2 separate regions of the Gadus morhua genome follow, and region 2 is linked to region 1. Evidence: chromatin contacts called from public Hi-C data. All regions are on one chromosome and are shown on one strand. The core of a region is the stretch at or near the end of the contact, and the rest is flanking DNA. Distances in the headings are between cores, read along the strand shown. Region 1 holds the start of smc3 (structural maintenance of chromosomes 3). Region 2 holds the start of add3a (adducin 3 (gamma) a).

Region 1 (4,388 bases), core at 544-3,043:
TGAATCGAAACTCTGTGTCATCAACCAAAACCATTTTTTTATTGACGTGTCCCTTCTTTGTCCTCTTTTGTGGTTCCAGATCGTGTGAAGCAATCGGGCGGCAAGGTCCTGGTTCACTGTGAGGCAGGCATCTCTCGCTCGCCCACCATCTGCATGGCCTACATCATGAGGACCCAGCGGCTGCAGCTGGACGAAGCCTTCGACGTCATCAAACAGTGTCGGGCCCTCGTCTCGCCCAACTTCAGCTTCATGGGTCAGCTCCTGCAGTTCGAGTCGGAGGTCCTTTCCTCCGCCCCGGTCCACGTCGTGGCCACGCCGGAGCCGGCCACGCCCTGCGCGCTGGAGTCGGCGTCCTTCTTCACCAGCGAGTTCACCGTCCAGAACTTTGAGCCGTCCTCCGCGACGTTCAGCCTTCCTACCTCGTTCCTGGCCCCGCTGCCGCCGCCCCTTCAGACCCCGGGACACCGCCAGTTCAACCTGAGCCCGATAACAGCACTGCCTTAATAGTACACACAAACACGAGAACTGTGATTCTTGCTTATAGTCTTACTTGAAAAAACGACGGGGACGAAAAACTAAAATACACGTGTCGACGCTTTGTGTGTGTTTGTCTGCTGTTCGCACCAGCAAAGTCAGAGGACTGGATGATCACTGAAGGACACAGAAATGTCACGGTTATAGTATTTAAGTCTATGAAGTCTGTCGGCCACAGCCATGGATGCTGCTGGCTTGTCTTCTGTCGTTTTGAGTGAGAGAGCACAGCGTTGAACTGCAATATACATGCCTTAGGTTGATATTGTACTTGTTATTTGCTTATTGATACAGCCAGCCTGGTATTTGAACATAATTTATTTGATAATTATTGTCTGTCTGTCCTACTTTTCTCAACAAATGTGGTTGTCAATAAAAACAATGTACCACAGTTTAAAAGTTGTTTCTATCTGTTTTATAGCCTGCATTATATACAATTTGCAACATGCAACATGAAACGGATTTCCGTTATTCTTGGTTGTTTGGACCATGAGGCTACCCAACTGCCTACATTTCCTCTCTTCTAAAATACACTGTAGTGCCATAGTATGTTTTTCAGAAAAATTGGTTAAGACAGAGCCCGTCTACGGGCATTTTAGACATTCTCTGGTTTAAATAACAATGAAAAAGGTGAAGCAACAGTGACACCTGCAGTGACCTTGTAGCTTGACGGCTTAGTAACAAGTGGGTTTTGAGCATGGGAAAGTGCAGGAAAGGGTCAGTAGTAGCAGTAGTAGTAGTATATAACATCAAATATTACGAATATGTCTGTTTGAAATGATCCTGATTGCAGATTTATACAACTATAGAGCAGGGTAGTTTTATTTTTATTTTACCAAAGACTAACGTTAACAGAATACAATGGGGGTAGATCCTCACATTTTCGATTACACTTTCAAACTATTAGTTGTTTTTTTAAAAACCTATATTAATCAAATGTATACATCCCAAATGAATGACCGAAAACTTTCATCAGAATTGTTAAGTTCTCGAGGCCGGATGTCATTCTGAAGACCTGTTTTTTTTCTTTCACTCGCCGGTCACTCTTGGCGCCCTGCGCTCTCCCTCACTGGGTCTGTACCAACTGGATTAAAAACCTAACCTAATATGCTTAAATGTATTACATCAAAAAAATAGGTAAAAACATCCAAATGGAAATATAAAAACATACATTAAGTTCTTTATGAATATGGTTCGCTAAGTCATCATATATTTTATAATTTTATTTGATCCACGTACGATACAGAAAGTGGTATATTCCACCTCATCCCGCCCCCGACGCCATTTTCCATGTTATTCTGCCTGACCCAAATAATTCCGTATTTTTAGGACGGCTATTACTGTTAATTGCGATCAATTTTGGACAACTACGTTATCCCCCTTCTCCCTTTCGAGAAGAAGGGAGTTTATCTCCAAGTTGGAACAGGAGTTTCTACCTAGAGGACAATGTATATCAAACAGGTAAGCTAAAGCTAGCTGCAGACAGACTGTTAGCTCGGCTCATTGTATTGCTCTTTTTCTTGCAATGTTTCTGTATGGTTAGACACACGTTTCTCCCTAACTCTGTATCGCTTTAGATCTACGATGTAAGTCTGCTCCCACATTGGTATACAAAAGTAGCATGCTTTTAGGGCTAAGCTAGGCTAACGGGCTAGCATCGCTTTGAACTGCCCGCCCCCTCTCGCGGGTTAGCTAGGTCCGATCGCGAGCGTTCAGAGTGGCCCTGGCAGTGCAAACAGGTGGATTGTTATGGTTATTTATCCACCGATACCATCACCACACCGATAATAAATGGAGATAAAGGGCACAATTGATGGCCTACATTATTGTGTACATGATAAAGAATGCATCAGTCGTCTAGCTTTCAACATTGTCCAAGCGTTATCCTATGAACGAACCGACGTACTCAACGTGTGACGTGTGTGTGTGTGTGTGTGTGTGTGTGTGTGTGTGTGTGTGTGTGTGTGTGTGTGTGTGTGTGTGTGTGTGTTCTGTCCATTACAGTGACAGCACATTGCCTCCATAATCATCCCACAAATGACTTCTTAACCGTAGTAGATCCTTTGAGACACACCAGTCATGTCACGTTCAGACTGAAGTTAGACTTGAGTCTAACTTTGTCGTGTCTCAGGTGGAAACGGGGAGATATCTTGTCTGAGGGTCTCATTAAGCGTCCAGACTCCAAGCCTTGAACTTAATACCTCTGTGAATTGTTCTGCAGGTCATCATCCAGGGGTTCCGAAGTTACAGGGACCAAACGGTGGTAGATCCCTTCAGTCCCAAACATAATGTCATTGGTGAGTTGAACTGGTTGTAAACAATGTTGTAATCAAGCTTTAGGACTTCAATGACTCAAATCTCCATTGCAACTGTATTCGACACCAATGTATTGTTGCATTATTGTCTACCTCTTGGGGTTTTCCAATGTCTAAAACTGTATCATAGCCTCCAAAAAGTTGATTTCCAATATGGAAATGCAAAGCAATGTTCTAATCATATTGTGAAATTATTCTGCTTTTCTGAATTGTCTCTTCTGTCTTTTAACAGTTGGAAGAAATGGATCCGGGAAAAGTAACTTCTTCTACGGTGTGTATTATGCCACACATCAATACATGTCTTTTTTGTGTAGTTGGCAATGTATCCATCATTAGCTAAATGTTGTCTCCAAATCCATTTTGTTTTCTATAGCAATTCAGTTTGTGCTCAGCGATGAATTCAGCCACCTTCGCCCAGAACAGCGATTGGCCCTACTCCACGTAAGTACACAGTATTAAGCGTTCAATAGATATATTGTTCTGTTTATAGTACAATGTTACACATTTGTTGTGTTGGCCGATATTAAATAAGACCTTTGTTGGCTTGCCTTCCATAATGTTTGTATAAACATGCCTAATGTTGTTTTGTTTTGGAGTGGAAGTAAGGGGATATTTGGCATTTTTAGCATTCAAAAACAATAAACAATACAATAAATAGAAAATATAAATTTTTATAAATTGTTGTTAACATTGTCTACAATGATCCATCTCTAGCTATATATCTATATCATTACAGTTTATAAGTTGTATTTGCAGCATTAATCACCATGTTAAAGAAAACAATGTATTTTCTCCAAACTCCAGGAGGGTACCGGTCCTCGCGTCATCTCTGCTTTTGTGGAGATCATTTTTGACAACTCGGACAATCGGCTACCGGTAAATATATCTTGCATTATTAAAACAATAGATATATCTGTAAATTAAAAAATGTCAAGCCCCTATACAGTTCTCAAAAGTGGTACATTGAAATGCATAGGGTTTCTTTTTATGTGGGGCTGTGTGGAGGTCAACAAAATGTCAAACTCGTGTTAGTGATTACATTTAATCTTGTTTTTTGCTGTGCTTATTATGTTATGTGGTGGGTCTTTATGTTTTGGGGGGGCTCTTATGTTGCGCAAGTGCCCTCTTTCCCTGCTGCCAGAAAATACGTCTGTCTGATCGGTAGCCGTATTCTGGTCCAAAATACTCAGCTGTAATTGAATGGATTGTTGATCATTTTTGTGTCCACAACATTGGTATAAAAGGTATGGCGTGTGGAATTGAGTGGCATCTAGTGAACAGACTTGGCAGTAATTGAATATAAAATATTTTTTGGGCAGTTACGTTTCACATCGATATGCTAGCACTTTACTATTTGCTTTAAAACGTTAAAAGCCCTATATTTTGTTTTTCAACAGGTGTTTGAGTCAGTAAACAGCTCTGTATTGTTCTTGCATAACGGTAGTGATGGCAGGATGTTTGTACCCTCCCTGGCTTACGTGACTGTAATCCCGCCGTCTACTGTGGGTCTGACGTAATCACCCCCCCCTCTCCTCCTGTTGA
Region 2 (4,388 bases), core at 644-3,143, 170 kb before region 1:
CACTTGTCAGATGCCTTGCGATTGCCATACCCCCCTCAGGAGACTTCCTAGGGGTTTCCCATGGTGAGTACGAGCAAAAAGGCTACAGAAAAACCTTTTAGTTTGTGAAGAACAAATCCATCTACATCCTGGTAACTATGACAGCGAAAGGGGAAGGATTTAAAAATAAATAAATTCTCTGGGTGTGCACTTATTATTTACAGACCTACTCAAGTCCGCACCCTTCTTCTGCAAAAATATACCCTTTTCTTACCAAGTAGGCCTACAATAATACAAGTTTATTTTAACTCATGATTCAGTCGGTAGGCCTATTGGAAAAGAAGATGGCTAAAATGACTCCAAAAGCCACACAAAAGCACCAAAAACGATGTGCAGGGCTAAATGTAGATGTGCAAGCTGAAGCAAAGGACTTAATTTAGCTGAGTCACAGCAGCATTCAAACTTGTCATAGATGGCTTGCAGAAATATATGTGCCCATCCGGAACATCATCTCCAAAAATATATAAACATCAAATATAAACAAATACAAAACAGAGACAATAATAATCGTTTTTAAATTATCTTTAAAAAAAACTGTATTTGCACATAGTAGAACATTAAAAAATTACAGATTTGCATATTGATTTAGGTATCACAAAACCTGTTTTCGAGTTTTGAGTAAATGTTTGGCAGTTTGCCATGAGGAAACATAGCCACGCTCCCCCACAAGGTTATAATGTAACAAGGTTATAATGTAACAATGTCATTGTCAAGTATGCACTTTGTATGGTTGGTCAACTTTATACATTTATGTACGCATATTTAAAGTCAAAACATCTCAAAGTCAAAACAAATGAAACGGTGCCTTCGCGTTCCCATGCTTTATTAAAACATTTTTCTGAAGCGCCAACTAAACAAACACAATAAGGTACTTATTTAAAATATAAAACACAACTATCAAAATAAGATGGAACCATCAACCTCTACGTATCAAGGTACAAAATGAAAATAATATAAGAATGTAAATACAGTTACCGTTTCATCCCTTCGACCAGGGGTTCGAAACCTTCCTTGCACATAGCCCAATACACCATGACTTGGTGTTTTCTTATTTGCCAATTATTAATCATATCTTAATAATTTTCAGCTAAATCGTTTCTTCTACTATTTTATTAATCCTTCAAGGTTACGTGTTGAATCAATTATGTTCAAAGTATTTACTGTGTGTGTTATCGAGTGGGATAGAATGGAAGTGACTTTAATCAAACTTTGTTTGGGTTTGTCTATATTCACAACAGATCACAGGTAATATTCACCGACTTTCTTGTAAGAAGGATAGGCGTGTTTTTTGAGAAGTGTGATTCACTCTAAAGTCATGTGCAACAGCAGCCACTAGATGGAGCCAGTGCAGCGCGGAGTTCAGCTCTATCCCTGCCATATTTATTTCCATGCTGTCAACATCAGCGTCCTTGATCCCAATACAGGCAAATACACTAAACCTATGGCACTTTGTTTACTCAATTTAGTCAAATGATAGTATGGAAAACACAAATAAAATCACTAGTTCACCGGAATGTGTTCAATAAGACCATGTGTATTGAATGTGCACATTCGGCCGCCCTACCTATTAGTTTGGATATAGGGAGAAAAAAATGTTTTGAGAAACATCTATTTAACAATTGTGTACAGTATTTTATATAAACACATTTAAATACATAAACCATTTAAAAATGCAGGTCCATGCTTTTAGCTGACCAGAAAAAGTATGTCACTTCCTGCCCGTTTGTCAGCAACGATTTCCGCAAACCCACAATACTAGATCTTTAATCTTTAATCCGCTCGGTTCCATCGTGCGTTGACGGTTGCGTTAGACCATCCGCATGGTTGCAAAGCAGCGCACAAACGTTACGCCCCGGCACAACGTGGTTTGAATGAGTCCATTGAATAAAACCCCTGAATCAAGGTTCTGAACGTCCTGAGTCTGACCCGTTTGATACATTGATATGTGCCGGTAGTTTCAGACAAATTGCCTCGACTGTATCCTGCCCCAACTTAACAGCAGGTATTTACATATTTTTGTATGGTAACGTCACTGTTTACGAGGGAACACGTGTTTGTGTGGACAGTTTGTTGTTATTTTCCTCAAGGTCTTATGTCATGAATGCATTCTGAAGGGATGGATGGCATGCTAAGTAATATACATTGTTCTTGTCTTGAACAATAATACATACGTGCGGGCGTCTACTGTAGAGATAATACGGTGCTGGATCGATGGTTTAAGCGTTTATGTGTGCCGTCTGTCATCATCTAAGCAGAGTGCGGGCTCGTTACTCATTCGTAGATTGCATTGCTAGATAAAGAGTTCAACTGCTCTCTGCAACCTTGCAGTAAAGTGGCGCAATGCTAAAAAGAACGAGTTTAGGTTTTAGACTCAACAGAGCTGGTTGCAGCAATTGTCTTGTCTAAATGGCTGCGTTCAAATAATGGCCTTCGTTATATTCTTGCGTCCTTAATTCCGAAGGGGGTATCCATTTAGCAAACGCACCATTGTTGGATCGTGTGTGGCTTTTAAAAGCAGCAGAGTAAACACTGACTGACACGCATAACCAGGTTGACACACATGCATGAAGTACAACACCAAAACATTTATCCACGCTCACTTTTCCTGCCTCCTCTCTTCCCTCACCACCCTCTTTCAAAGTCACTGCTCCTTGGGCTGGTCAGTGTCCCCTCCCCTCCACCTTCAGAACCAGATGTTTCTCCCTAGCCCCCGGCCGCCTCCAGTCCTCTCACTGCTGGGACATTGAGCAACCTGTATCAATTTTCCACACTAGAACTTGGCTGTGGGACCGTAAGGGAACCTTGACAAATGGAATAATTGTTTCTGAGACGCCTGTGATCTGAGCCGTTTGATTCCCCTCCCCCTTTTTTTGTGGTAAAAAATGACTTTTTGTTGCCACTTTTTGGCTTTTATTTCCAATGGGTGCTTTTAAGAAGTCCTCAAATGCTAAGGATAAGGGAGTGGTCGCCATATGGAGATGAAATCCAAAGCCAGGGTCTGTCACTCTTGCGTTCTCCCACTTTCTCTTTCTCTGTCTCTCTGTCTCTCTCTGGCTCTCTCTGGCTCTTTCTTTCTCTCTCTGGCTCTTTCTTTCTCTTTCTCTGGCTCTTTCTCTTTCTGGCTCTTTCTCTCTTTCTCTTACACTCTCTCTGTCTCTGGCTCTTTCTCTCTCTCACACTCGTTCTCTGGATCTGTCTCTCTTTTTTACCCTCTATTTTTTTTCTCTCTCTCAGTACTTTGTTCGGATGGGGCCCAAAGCCTGCCTCTCGAGGGATGCAGGAGAATTTTCTTCGCCTCCAATTGACGACGCAATGGAGAGAGAATGCAAACAAATGATCCCCCTTTCTCTTTGATGCAGGCTTTGCTTTTCCTGTGTTGATCTAGATTTTGTAGGATTCTCATGAATATTCACTTACTGAGGGCTGACTTTGGTTACGTTGACTTGTGTCCACTTGTTATTATGGCTGTTCGCTGCTGGTCTTGGTACGGCTTGGTTTCCAAGCAATGGAGGAAAGGTTTCCTTTAACCCTGCTGTTGAAACCAAACTGAAGTGAAAAAGTATTATGCAATATTGTCAGCTGCGAGACTTACAAAACAGAACACTGTACATTAATTAAAACATACAAATCTGATTAATACCAAAGTTTATTAAAGCTCCATAGCATATCAATAAATCCATTTACCGTGTATTCTAACTTTAATGACATTGTTTTCCATAATTTTGATACATTTGATGTACTTAATGATTCTTCTGGGTCTGGCAATTTCTGTGTAAATCATCATGGTTGCATGCACTTATTAGTAATAAGTCGCTTTGGATAAAAGTTATATCGAGTGTCTCCATAAATAATGCATTAATACATTAATGTTTGGCCTATACAAATATGAGTCTGTATTGGATTTTAATTGTAATAGTATTATATTGTTTTCACTCGTAACGCCTGCACGATAACATGAGGTCAGAGCGGAGTGACTGCAAATCTTCTGTTCTGTTGTCCTCCTCACATGTGCAGCCAATGAACTGAAGCAGACTCTTGGGGTTGTTCTCTCCTAATAATTTGCTGAATGAACTCCGATGGCGCTGTTGACTTTGGCCTGGATCCCCACCTTCTTGCACAGAGATGCAAAGTTCCCTGTCTGTCCACCCCTTTGTGTTACTGCAAAGGAAAGACTGCAGAAGGCTCTGTAGTTCCTGGGGTAGGAAAACACAAAGGAAGGATGAAGCCGTCATGGAGGCTCAAATCCGCCCAGTCCTGTCTGCTCATGAGGTTTAGCCTTTTCAGGAAGGCCTTTTCTGCAGGGGGAGACGTTAATATGCGCACAAAATCCATAATTCCTTAAGGATTTA

The links. A called contact is a pair of places that touch in the nucleus more often than the background predicts.
Region 2: a Hi-C map of gill shows a contact between it and region 1, with 4 times the contacts expected there. The contact joins the promoter of add3a here to the promoter of smc3 in region 1. A contact is called at or near these places in 2 of 6 Hi-C or Micro-C datasets (gill and gonad).

What each region holds. Positions count from the first base shown.
Region 1 is chr3:24,459,414-24,463,801 of gadMor3.0, reverse strand. smc3 (structural maintenance of chromosomes 3) reads left to right here and starts at 1,793. Exons shown (of 29, transcript XM_030351348.1): 1 at 1,793-1,992; 2 at 2,753-2,828; 3 at 3,079-3,117; 4 at 3,220-3,287; 5 at 3,651-3,722. The coding sequence starts at 1,978. dusp5 (dual specificity phosphatase 5) reads left to right here. Exons shown (of 4, transcript XM_030352407.1): 4 at 80-930. The coding sequence ends at 504.
Region 2 is chr3:24,628,096-24,632,483 of gadMor3.0, reverse strand. It overlaps add3a (adducin 3 (gamma) a), which reads left to right and starts at 1,893. Exons shown (of 17, transcript XM_030352175.1): 1 at 1,893-2,041.